Regions from separate parts of the Muntiacus reevesi genome. Here region 2 is linked to region 1. The links are chromatin contacts, called in public Hi-C maps. All regions are on one chromosome and are shown on one strand. Each heading gives the region's core, a stretch centred on a gene start, on an enhancer-like site or on the middle of the called end of the contact. The rest is flanking DNA. Distances are from core to core; before and after follow the strand shown. Region 1 holds the start of NSFL1C (NSFL1 cofactor). Region 2 holds the start of PSMF1 (proteasome inhibitor subunit 1).

Evidence for each region. A called contact is a pair of places that touch in the nucleus more often than the background predicts.
Region 2: a Hi-C map of muscle shows a contact between it and region 1, with 12 times the contacts expected there. The contact joins the promoter of PSMF1 here to the promoter of NSFL1C in region 1. A contact is called at or near these places in 2 of 3 Hi-C or Micro-C datasets (blood and muscle).

Annotation. Positions count from the first base shown.
Region 1 is chr2:58,073,719-58,077,076 of mMunRee1.1, reverse strand. It overlaps NSFL1C (NSFL1 cofactor), which reads right to left and starts at 1,863. Exons shown (of 9, transcript XM_065921759.1): 1 at 1,706-1,863. The coding sequence starts at 1,810.
Region 2 is chr2:58,360,107-58,363,464 of mMunRee1.1, reverse strand. It overlaps PSMF1 (proteasome inhibitor subunit 1), which reads left to right and starts at 1,667. Exons shown (of 7, transcript XM_065921762.1): 1 at 1,667-1,944. The coding sequence starts at 1,816.

The DNA.
Region 1 (3,358 bases), core at 614-3,113:
CCGGGTTCAATTCCTGGGTAGGGAAGATCCCTTGGAGAAGGGAATGGCTATCCACTCCAGTATTCTTGCCTGGAGAATCCCATGAACTGAGGAGCCTGGCGGGCTATCGGCTACAGTCCATGGGGTCGCAGAGTCGGACAGGCCTGCTCGACCGACACTTACTCCACACAATGAAGTAAGAGTGCAATGAGGTCTACAGAGATGACAAGACAAGGCTCCTGTCCTCAAGGTCACCACACTGCAGGAGACAGGGAGCTGCTGTGGGACACAACCAGCCTGTTGGAAGCAGCGTGCCTTTACAGGACACACTTCAGCAAGCCAGCCAGGATGCTCTGTGCTGCGACGGGACATGCACTGAACTGGCATCGAGGGGGTCTACGTCCAAGTCATGGGCAAGTCACATCACATACTGAGCGTGTTTCCGCACTAACAGCATGAGGAGCCTGAGACTGATGACCTGCCAACTGTAACACTGGGAGCTTCTAGGTCTTTCAGGTTGAAGCTGCACTTTGCATTTTCACCCAGCACAGGGGCTTTACACCATATGTCTATACAGTTGTGATGCTTTATCTAACTTTATACTTTCTCGAAGCACGTAAACTGTGAAGTCAGCAGACTCAGTTCACATCCTAACCCCTGGGTGTGTGACCTTGGGCCTATCACTTGCCTTCTGCGCTTCCAATTCATCAATTTCCTCAAATGAGGAAGTTTTCTTCCCAGTGTGGGAGGATAAACCCAATCATGTATGTAAAGTGCTAGGGCACGTGGTGGCAGAGCTTAATAGAGCTTGGGCTTTGGTATCAGACAGAACTGAGTTCTAATGCCATTTCTTCCACGGTAGCTAGTGAGGCCTTCAGCAAATTACTTAACTTCCCGAAACCTCAGCTTCAGAGTGCAATGCTTAAATAACTTAAGATACATAAAGCTCATGGTAGGCACTCAATAAATATTAATCATCATCATCGATCGAGGACGTAGGTTAGCCAAAACCATGTATGCAATTTTTTCTACAATTAATCACTGAGTGAGTGCCTATTACCTGTCAGGCGTTGTTCAAGACACAGAGGATTCAACAGTTTACCAAAATCCCTGTTCGGTGTAGTTTATCTTAATCTCTTCTCAGTCAGTCAGTATTTTATGTATATGTCTAATACCTGCCAGTGAACTACACGACAAGCTCCATAAACACTCCCATTTTACAGAGAAGTTACTCAATAAAGATGACTAGGACCCAACTTTGCGCCACAACCCAGTTTCTCCCAGCATTTAGGTACAAGGGGGCGTGTGACTGTGGCTGAGGACACGGAAATGAACGAGCACCCCGTCCCCTCCGCCGCGCGGCTCCACCCGGGAGCTGGTCAGTCCGGCCGGGGCTGCAGCCGAGACTGCGCAGCAGCCACGCCCCCAGGGTCCCCGTCTCCACGCGGGCTGCGGCAGTGCCCAAAGTCTCGCCTCCCCGAGAACTAGGCAGAAGGGGAAACCGAGGCCCGATAGACCAGGTCAGTCCGGGCCCGGGCTGGCCTGCGTCTCCCCTCGCCCAGGACGAGCTGGCACGCGTGGCAAGCGGCCCCAGGACCCTGAGGCCTGGGTCGGGCCGCAGCCCGGCGGGATGACTGTGCGCTTCGGCCGCCGCGGGCTTGAGGCTCCAGGTGTCTGCTCCCCATAGTACCCTGCCTGCCCGACGCGGCCCACCTCCCAGCGCTACCTGCAGGTCCCAGCCGGCCGACTCCAGGAAGAAGCGGGCCCTATCCTCCTCGGCGCCCGTCACCGCCACGAACTCCCTCAGAGCGTCCTGCCGCTCCGCCGCCATCTTCGCCCGGTGCGCCGCCCAAACTGCCCCGGGTCTCACTGCACAGCCTCAGCCCGGCCGCGGCGTTCCGCCCTCGGGTTGACCAGGTCCAGCCGAGTGGCTCCCGCCCGCAGGCCCCGCCCCATACAGTGCCTCACGCAAAACCTTCCGTGCGGGAAACGCCGCCGCTCTGCGCCCTCTGGAGGCCGCAGCCCGGACCCTCAGTCTAACGGCGGGGGAGGGAGCGCGGGGAGGATGAGAGGGGGGAAGAGTCCGCCACTGAGTACCTGTGGAATGAAAGATCCCCAAAGGATTCTGTTTCACATTATTCATTGAGTCGTTTCCTCATTTCATTAATTTATTCTTTCGTTCATTCACTTGTTCAACTGAGTGGAACCAAGGACCTGGTGCTATTTCAGTTCAGTTCTGTTCAGTTGCGTCCGACTCTTCGCGACCCAATGGACTGCAGCAGGCCAGGCTTCCCTGTCCATCACCAACTCCCGGAGCCAACTCAAGCTCATGTCCATCCCATCGGTGATGCCATCCAACCATCTCATCCTCTGTCCTGCTCTTCTCCTCCTGCCTTCAATCTTTCCCAGCATCAGGGTCTTTTCCATGAGTGGGTTCTTCACCTCAGGTGGCTAAAGGATTGGAGTTTCAGCTTCAGCATCAGTCCTTCCAGTGAGTATTCAGGACTGATTTCCTTTAGGATGGACTGGTTTGTTCTCCTTGCAGCCCAAGTACTCTCGAAAATCTTCTCCAACACCACAATTCAAAAGCCACAGTTCTTCAGCGCTCAGCTTTCTTTATAGTTCAATGCTCACATCCATACATGACCACAGGAAAAAACCATAGCTTTGACTAGAAGGACCTTTGTTGGTAGAGTAATGTGTCTGCTTTTTAATAAGCTGTCTAGGTTGATCATAGCTTTTTTTCCAAGGAGCAAGCATTGTTTAATTTCATGGATGCAATCACCATCTGCAGTGATTTTGGAGCCCAAAAGAATAAAGTCTGTCACTGTTTCCATTGTTTCCCCATCTATTTGCCATGGAGTGATGGGACTGGATGCCATGATCTTAGTTTTCTGAATGTTGAGTCTTTTTTTTTCTTCTATTTTTTATTAGTTGGAGGCTAATTACTTTACAATATTGTAGTAGTTTTTGCCGTACATTGACATGAATCAGCCATGGATTTACATGTGTTCCCCATCCCGATCCCCATTCCCACCTCCCTCTCCACCCAATCCCTCTGGGTCTTCCCAGTGCACCAGGCCCGAGCACTTGTCTCATGCATCCAACCTAGGCTGGTGATCTGTTTCACCCTTGATAATATACATGTTTTGATGCTGTTCTCTCAAAACATCCCACTCTCGCCTTCTCTCACAGAGGCCAAAAGTCTGTTCTGTACATCTGTGTCTCTTTTTCTGTTTTGCATATAGGGTTATCATTACCATCTTTCTAAATTCCATATATATGCATTAGTATACTGTATTGGTCTTTATCTTTCTGGCTTACTTCACTCTGTATAATGGGCTCCAGTTTCATCCATCTCATTAGAACTGATTCAAAT
Region 2 (3,358 bases), core at 418-2,917, 290 kb before region 1:
AGGCAGTGGAGGTGGGAGGAAGTGATTAGATTCAGAATACATTCTGAGGGTAAAGTTGGATCAGATGTGGGTGTGAAAGGCGAGGGAAGTCAAGGTTACTACAGTCAGGAGTGCAGAGGATGAGAGGGGAGTTGAAGGAGTTAATGTCTTAGAGAGAGGTGAGGGTGGGGAACACAGATCAGATGATGGTTCCTGCGGAACAAGGGGAAGGGCTTATTTTTCTTCTGAGTGTGATGGGAATCCTGGGAGGTTTCAAGCAGGGGAGAGATGTGATCTGGTGTGTGTTCTAATAGGATCTGTAGTTGCAGAGTGTAGAACAGACTTTCAGGAGTCACAGATGGAGTAAGGCAATTTAGTGGTTGGTGCAGACATTCAAGTGGGAGATGATGGTGACTTGCAGGAGGGTGCTAACTAGGATCAGAAAACTAAATTTATTTGAGTAAAAACAGTAAGTGGTAAAAATCAGGATGAAGACAGTGAAATAAATGACTGACATTTGGAAGTAGATCAGTTCTGCAGTCAGTAGATGTGTCTTCTTGGGGGAAGCAGCTTCCATTCTCCAAGTGAAAAATGAAAGTGTTAGCCTCTCAGTTGTTTCCAACTCTTTGAGACCCCCATGGACTGTATCTCACCAGGCTCCTCTGTCCATGGGATTTTTCAGGCAGGAACACTGGAGTGGGTTGCCATTCCCTTCTCCAGGCGAACTTCCCGACCCAGGGATGGAACCCAGGCCTCCCACTTTGCAGGCAGCTTCTTTTCCATCTGAGCTAAATCTGCAAAATGGGAATGACAATGGAACATATTTCATAAAACATTCGATAAAGTGATATGAAGTTTTTCACCCAGGATCCAGCACACAATAAACATTTAATAAGTGTTATCCAACAAGCCAGACTGCTAGATTGCAGTACCATCTCTACTGTTCACTCAACTTGGTCAGATACAGCCCTCTGTGTGTGTTTGTTGCTGTTGTGTAGTCACTAAATCATGTCCTACTCTTTTGCGAACCCATGGACTGTAGCCCATCAGACACCTGTGCCCATGGGATTTCCCAGGCAAGAATCCTGGAGTGGGTTACCATTTCCTTCTCCAGGGAATATTCCGGACCCAGGGATAGAACCCGCCTCTCCTGCTTGGTAGGCAGATTCTTTATCACTGAGCCACCTGGGAAGCCCCGTGTGTCTGTTTTCCCATCTGCAAAATGGAGCTATCAAATACCAACTTTGCAGGGTCGAGCCTTGAGGATTAAATAAATTAATACAAGTAAAACATTTACAACAACGTTCCATGGAGCAAGCACTGCATTGAGTGCCAACTATTACTACGAATATGTTTTAACCTTATTTCGTAATCTCTTCTCCCACCAGCATACGCCCACCCTATTTTGCAGAAATCTGTGACTCAAAACAAAGTTTAGCCTCTCTTCAACGATGCCACAACCTACGTGTAGCACACCTACCACCTACAAAGAAGATGGAGATTCCAGATTTGAAGGACCTCGCTCCCAGGGGTCCTGCCCTGCCCACCCTAGAACAGGGGTCCTGTTCTGCCAGGCGGAACCTTTGAGTCTTCCTTCTGTTTCCAGCCGGGAGCTCTCGCGCGAGAGCGCGCGAGTTAGAAGTTACTTCCGGTGGCCACACCCCCCCCTCCCCCGCCCCCCCCCCCACCCCTGGGCGTCTCCATTTTGGTCACGCAGGTTGACACTAGACTACAATCTGCGGAGTAGCGGAGGGGAGTCAGCAGTATTGTGAGGGCCCAGTCGGCTCACCGCACTTTCTCCCTCCTTTCCTCCGCCCGCAGAAGCCAGGGTCGCCCATGGCTGGCTTGGAGGTACTGTTCGCGTCGGTGGCGCCGGCCATCACGTGCGCGCAGGACGCGCTCGTCTGCTTTCTGCACTGGGAGGTGGTCACGCACGGCTACTACGGCTTGGGTGCCGGCGACCAGGTACGCCACGGAGCCAGGGTGGCGTGGGACCAGGGTGGAGGCGGGAGGCGTCTTCTGCCCGAATCCAGAGACCAGGGGCCTGGTCCAGACTGCTCGACCTTCCCCTTTCCCAGATCCGGGCCCTGAGGCTTATGACACCTTTGGTACCTGTAGTCTGCGGCTCAGGGAGGTTCTCTACTGTTCCATTCTAGCTGGCACAACATGATTTGAAAACCCAGGGTCAGAAACTCGCTCCAGCACCGGCTGGCGTTCTCCCAGGCAGGCATTGTGCCCTCTGGCACTGAGACGGGGGTAATAAGCTGCCTTGAGCACTCCTCACCTACCCGAACTCCACCGAACTCCTTCACAAGCCGCTGGGTAGGGTGAGGGCTGTATTCAGTACCGCCCTCCTACCGTACCGGAGCGTTCACCTGGATCCAAGCACCGGTATAGAGGGACACCAGCATAGGGGAGCGTTTGGACTCAGCTCCAGTCAACAGCCGAGAGGGCTCGACATCCTTCACTCTATACTGCAGGGCCCCGTGCTGCCCACTCACCGTTGTCATCTTGAACTCAGGCTTCGGGCCAACAACCGTCTCCCCAACATGTACACACATGCATCCTGCGTGTGAAACCTTCCTTCACCAAAGCTGTCCCTACCGTAGCAGCCCCTCCTGCTCTCCCATCCTCAGACTGCCTCCTAGAGCCGGGGGCCTTGTTGCCAGTCCCCACAGAGCCCCAGGACTTCCGGGCCCGGCCTGCCTCACTTGATTCTTTGCTGTAGCATTCTCCCACCTTCCCAGCCCCTTCCCTGTGACTCTCCCCCGCAGGGTCATTGTACATTTCAGCTTCCTGTGAGCACTGACCTGGACCCCTTCCTGCTCAAATCCTGTCAGCAACTCTGTCGAAGACACTTTTGACAGCCTAGAGACATCAATTCGCGTAGATCATTGCCTCCTCCTAACTGCCACCATTCCCGTGTCATGTACTCCAGGCTTCCAAGTTTTAAGAAAGAACACGATTTGGTCTAAAAAAAGATTGCCGACTGAATCTCAGAGGTACACTCTGTTTACCGTGCCACATGTTGAGTTCATGGAAAACAGAAAAAGCTACTGACTCCAGACCTCTTGGGGGAGACCCCAGGAGAGTGCAGATGGGGGTTTGGAAAGCACTGTCCACTGTCCACCCCAGTGCTAGGTCAAGCATGTGCCCCTGGGGGATGGGTGTTTGTGTTGCGCACTAGAGGGTGGTGTATTTTTGCTTCTCTCTGCCCTTAAATGCTTCTGGGCCTCAGGTTGTGCTTGTCCTCCTCTCACTTTCTGCGTTTACTTTCTTTCAGAGTAGAAGCATTTTGGGAGGCGTATCTTTCCTATTAGTTTATTCAAGAGAGGTTTTAGTTTTCCAGCATGGGGCCAGCAGACTCAGCTGAGACCAG